2 separate regions of the Sus scrofa genome follow, and region 2 is linked to region 1. The links are chromatin contacts, called in public Hi-C maps. All regions are on one chromosome and are shown on one strand. Each heading gives the region's core, a stretch centred on a gene start, on an enhancer-like site or on the middle of the called end of the contact. The rest is flanking DNA. Distances are from core to core; before and after follow the strand shown. Region 1 has its middle 13 kb from the start of LRRC31. Region 2 overlaps SAMD7 (sterile alpha motif domain-containing protein 7).

What was found. Hi-C and Micro-C count contacts between places; a contact is called where the count stands out from the background.
Region 2: a Hi-C map of fetal liver shows a contact between it and region 1, with 2.8 times the contacts expected there. The contact joins two enhancer-like sites. A contact is called at or near these places in 1 of 5 promoter capture datasets (fetal liver), 2 of 47 Hi-C or Micro-C datasets (both in fetal liver) and 1 of 2 datasets of contacts at active chromatin or transcription factors (alveolar macrophages).

What each region holds. Positions count from the first base shown.
Region 1 is chr13:108,561,790-108,564,767 of Sscrofa11.1, reverse strand. No RefSeq gene overlaps it. Among named protein-coding and RNA genes, the nearest start is that of LRRC31, 13 kb to the right of the region's middle. Within about 2 kb of position 1,712, at least 3 of the 83 cell types and tissues checked have an H3K27ac peak or open chromatin away from gene starts, as enhancers often do. A contact at or near this core is called in fetal liver, where this site is marked.
Region 2 is chr13:108,633,953-108,636,791 of Sscrofa11.1, reverse strand. All of the region lies in intron 5 of SAMD7 (sterile alpha motif domain-containing protein 7), which reads right to left. Among named protein-coding and RNA genes, the nearest start is that of SAMD7, 13 kb to the right of the region's middle. Within about 2 kb of position 1,586, at least 2 of the 83 cell types and tissues checked have an H3K27ac peak or open chromatin away from gene starts, as enhancers often do. A contact at or near this core is called in fetal liver, where this site is marked.

The DNA of each region.
Region 1 (2,978 bases), core at 463-2,962:
ACCCCTAGCCTGGGAACCTCCATATGCTGCAGGTGTGGCCCTAAAAAGCAGCAACAACAAAAAGAATAAAACCGCTGTAAAAAAATGTGAATTTCTCCATTTCTTTTGCACTTGGCTAAAGCATGTGCCTTTCTATTTCTTGCTTTAGGATCAGTAAAAGCTGTAAGAGGGCAGGTTCTTTGATATAGATGAGCTTTGTCAGAACCCAGCACTGTGCAAGGTACATATATATATTATTATACAAGTGTTGTTTCATTAAGTTCCTCTATAAGGAAGCTACTCCAGACTGTTTGGAGAACATTTAAGAGGGAGCCTAAGTATTGCAATTGGGACAAGCTACATTGACCAGAGAAGGGTAAATACTTCAAATATCCCTATACTGTTTTCTGTGACTAACTGGACAGCATGTTTTTAACTCTGCATTTCCTTTATCTTAGGCTGTTTTTGTGATCAGGATATGTCCAAATAGCCCTTCAATGCTCAGAAGGGCTGTGAGTCTTGATGTTCTCCTGGTGCTGACCACAGAGGAGGTGTTATCTCAGTTAGGAAATTGTTGGGAGAATCTAAACCCATTTGAGGACTTTTTGAGCTCAGATGGATACATTCCTGATGCTGCAATTTGCCAATAAGGAGACAAATTCACTGCAGGAAACAACTGAGGAGCAACAACCCCCAAATGGAAGTGAAGATCCTTGCGGGCAGGTTTGTTACTACAACCTTCGATGACCACTCACTACATAATGAGATGCACGGGTGTGTGATGATAAGGGACTAAGTATTAGGGGTTGTGGAGAGGCCAGGAAGCTACTGGCTGCACCTGAGATCCTGCACTCAAGACTGGTCTCTGTTCTCTCTGTTCCGTGGGGACCCCAGAGAGGCCTTAGGCACAAGCCGAGGGCCCCACAGCAAAGAGCAACCATCCTTTCTACTCCCTGGCAGTCATTTCTAGATCTTCCCATGAACATCCAATTGGCCATAAAGTTAGGAAATGATGCAGTAAATGGCAGCAACCTCATAGTCCTGATGGTTGATGATGATTATGATCATGATGACATCAGAATCTAACATTTATTGAAGGCTTGATATGTCACAGACGTTATAATAAGCATCTGACATGCATCATCTCATCTAATCATCACAAACACCCTGCTCTTTGTATTTATATTATTATAACTTCTATTTATAGAAGACATTGAGTGAGACTTACAGGTTATAGATGTCCAGAATCACATGAAAAAGTAGCTGAGAAAAACCTAAATGCAATAAGTAAGACTTTGTTCAAGCAACATATTTCAACTCTTTTTATTCTTTTCTTAAAAATAAAGTATAGTAGATTTACAATACTGTGCCAATTTCTGCTGTACAGCCAAGTGACCTAGTCATACATATGGATGTATACATTCCCTTTCTATTATCTTCCATCATGGTCTATCCCAAGCCATCTCTTTTATTCTTTGGTCTAGTATTTACCTCTGCATTCCTAAATAATACACTTACAATTTTAGATATTATCTATTGTGTTCCTGTTGTGTTGGGCAAATGAGAATTTATTTCTGTAAACCTCTACAAATTTCCCCTTTCTACAGCCCTTCAATATGATTATTCCAGAGTTTAATATAACACTTACTGTTACATTATTATGGCTATGCAAACTCTGCTCCGTGGAGTTCCATGGTGACTCAGCAGGTTAAGAATTCAGCATTGTCACTACAGCAGCTTGGTCACTGCTGTGGTGCCAGTTTGATCCCTGGCCTGGAAATTCCACGTGCCATAGGCATAGCCAAAACAAAACAGAAACTTATTACTCTTTACCTATCACCTTCCCCTCACCCCCACTTTCCTGTGCTTCTCTAATCCTTAAGCAATTATTAGTCTACTTTGTTTGTCTCTATATTTGCCTATTCTAGATATTTAATATAATTGGAATCTTATGTGTAGAGTTTTATGTCTGGCCTCTTTCACTCAGCGTAATGTTTTCAATGTTCATCCATATTCAAGCCTATATCAGTACTTCATTACTGTTTTAGGACCAAACGACATTCCATTGTATGAAATCATATTTTGTTTACCATTCATCAATTGATGGACATTTGGATTGTATTTACCTTTTGGTGGTCTGGATATTCCTCAGAACTACTGACAAACAAATGTTGGTTTGTCTTTGTCTATCTTCTATTCATAGGTCTCATTTTCTCTCTTGTCCTTTTTATATCACAGAACAGGTTTTTGTTGTTGTTGTTGTTTGCTTTTTAGGGCCACATGGCCACACATGGAGGATTCCAGGTTAGGGGTGGAATTGGAACTGTAGTTACCAGCCTACGCCACAGCCACAACAATGCCAAATCTGAGCCGCATCCATGACCTACACCACAGCTCACAGCAACACCTGATCCTTAACCCGCTGAGCAAGGCCAGGGATCGAACCCACAACCTCATGGTTCCCAGTCAGATTCGTTAACCACTGAGCCTTGAACCCATACCCACAACCTCATGGTTACTAGTCAGATTCGTTTCTGCTGTGCCATAATGGGAACTTCTCATAGAATAGTTTTTAAACATCTGCAAATTCTTTGATACTCCTTCCTTCAAAGAGCAGAACTCTATCCTCACCAAGAGGACAGGCTGAAATTTCCCTCACCGCGAGTATGGGCTGGACTTTGAGGATCACTCCTAATGATGAGAATGTGGTGGAAGGGATGATGTGTGACCAGCTCTTCACAGCTATCACAGTTTTCTCCTTCCCTCACTTATGAATCCTGGACTCCGACAAATCCAGTGGCATTTCATGAGAATGGAACAGGCAGCCCTAGGAAGAGGCCCACATGGTGTAGCCAGGAAGAGGAGGCTTTGCTGTGGTCATGATGGAGAGTGAAATGATACTGCCTCGTGCTTTTGAAACTACATTTTCTGCCCCTTCCCCTCTTTACCTGTATCACCTCTTGCCTTTGCTTGTAGTGTCTCTGTGCTGCTCAATTTAG
Region 2 (2,839 bases), core at 337-2,836, 72 kb before region 1:
TCCTACCTATGTACTTGTAATTCAGTGCCTGACGCATGATAGAAGATGTGCAGTAATCGTTGCTGGACAAATCAATGAACAGACAAATAGTATGAGTAAAGGGATGGGGTAAAAACGGCTGCAGTCAAATTTCAGACTCTCACATTTACAGATGCAGTGCCCCTGTCCACTGCCTTAGATGAGTGGTGAAGGGAGCAGAGGAAAATGCAAATGAGTGTGGTCATGCTGGACCTCTGCACAGGGCCTATTTGTTCTCACTGTGTGGTGGATGTCACCATGCCTTCCATTCTTCCAGAAACTAGGAAGGCTGCCGGTGGACAAAGGTTCCAGGCAGAGAAGGAAGTGGACGGAAAAAACTGAGCCAATTGGTGGTACTAGAACATCATGAACTTCAACTTCAACCTGCCTGGCAAACCTGTGTATATGATGAGCTTTCTTTTCTTTCTATTTCAAGCTTTATTCACACTCCTCAAACTTTAGGCGCCATAGAATCCTCCCTCATTTTCTGCAGATCATATAACTTCCTAATTAGAAAAAAAAAAAAGCAGATAAGAACTTGCTCTAATTCTGCCCAAACCTAAAAGCTTATATTTTCTTCCTCTCTCCTGATAGAGTGCAAGGGTGGTCCCCCACTGTTTAAAGACACTCTCTCCACATAGGCTGTGTGTCTTACCCTTCCCCCCAACCCCCTCGGCTCCATTCAACAGATAATCCTCTCTCTCATCTCCAATCTCTCCCCTTCATCAGGCTCTTGCACTTAAGCAAGGCTCCACCATCATTAAATAAGCAATGGTAATGAAAACACACAAACACTTCCTTACTCCATCTCTAGATTCTACCTCAGGTCTCTTATCCCTGTCTCAGCCCAATTTCTTTTTTCTTTTTTTTTTTTTTTTGTCTTTTCTAGGGCTGACCCGTGGCATATGGAGGTTCCAAGGCTGGGGTAGAATCAGAGTTGTAGCCACTGGCCTCTGCCACAGCCACAGCAACCTGGGATCGGAGCCACATCTGTAGCCTATAACACAGCTCATGGCAATGCTGGATCCTTAACCCACTGAGTGAGGCCAGGGATCGAACTCGAAACCTCATGGTTCCCAGTCAGATTTGTTAACCACTGAGTCATGACAGCCCAATTTCTCAAGAGTTTTGATACTCCCTGTTTCCATGTTCTTACTTCTCAGTCATTCCTCAGTCTCAAGGAGTCTGACTTCCACCCTTACCAGTCTCCTCTGGGTCCCTGGGGACTCTTATTCCCTAACACATGGATATTTTTCAGTCCTCATGTTTCTTATGTTCCTGGCTGCATCTGACATCATTGACTATCTTTCAAGAAAATGCTCTTCTGCTCCCTCCTGGGTACACTGTGCCCTCTCTTTCACAGTCACCTTCATAGCTACTGTTTCTTTATCCATTCTTATGTGTTAGAGTCCCTTTGGCTTCTGACCCAGGTCCCCTTTGGTCTTCCTGATCCATCTAGTCTCTCTCTTGGATTCAGTGAATGTCTCTATATACTGAAGGCTCTCCAATATGTATCTTTAACTCAGAAGCTGAATTGTGCCAATTCTGCCTCTTAGATAGAATTCTTATCTGTCCACCCCATTGCTCCTACCTTGCATCGAATTTCGTTACTGCTTATCTGAGGAGGCTTCCCCACTAGCCTTGCCTCCTTTAAACTATTTTCATAAGAGTAACTTGAGTGGCCTTTCTGAAATATAAAGCTAAGCATGCCACTCCTACTTAAAACCTAGACTGTCCCTGGGATAAAGTCACCATCCTTCACTGGGTCTTCAAGGCCAATGATCTGGCCCCCTCTCCCTCTTCAGTCCCCTGACTTGCCATCCTCACTCTCCCAACTTAGCCTTGGCACGCTGGACCCTAAGAATTGTTCTCAAATTCCAACCATGTTGAATTCTCTCTGGCTTCTGGCCCTCATCTGGAAATTACTCCTTTGCCTTCCTCCCACCTTCTATTCTTCCTCAGCTGGCAAACTCCTCACAATCAGGTCTCACTTTTGATGCCTCTTCTTCTGGGAAGCCATGAAGCCCTCCTATGTGTTCCTACCATGCCCTGTACCTGCCTCTTACAGCACGGCCACACTGATGTGGCATTGCTTACTGGTGACTTTATTCTGGGCAAAGAGAAGAGGAAGCACATTTGCCCTGTTTCCACTATGTGTTTGGTGCCTCGGGACCAGGAAAAAACTAGAGTATTCTTGGGAAATTTCTGCACCAGGAACTTTGTGTTCCAACAGACTTTAGTTATTTACAAACTACATTTATTAAGTAACTATTTCTTTTCCTGTTTTAACCAAGAACATTGTCGAATGGGTAATGTGAATAACTTAATTTGGGCCAAAGCAAAAAAATTGACAGTTTGGGTTAATCTGTGTAGCCTGAAAATCACATGGCCCAATATCTGCAATATAATTGTAAGGAAAAGAGTTAGAGTTGTAGTCATGTACACATTTTTTAGCCACCTTAAAGCTCAGTTTTGCTCCGCTGCAAAATAGAATTAATATCTTTGTGGAAATATGGTGTATATTAAATTTGAGATAATCTAGGGAATTCCCATCATGGCTCAGTGGAAACAAATCTAGTATCCATGAGTACCCAGTTTCAATCTCTTGCTTTGCTCAGTGGGTTAAGGATACAGCATTGCCATGAGCTGTGGTATAGGTCACAGACGCGACTCAGATCTGGCATTGCTGTGGCTGTGGTGTAGGCCAGTGGCTACAACTCTGATTTGACCCCTAGCCTGGGAACCTCCATATACCTCTGGTGTGGCCATAAGTAAGTAAATAAATAAATAAATAAATAAATTTAAGATAATCTAAATGATG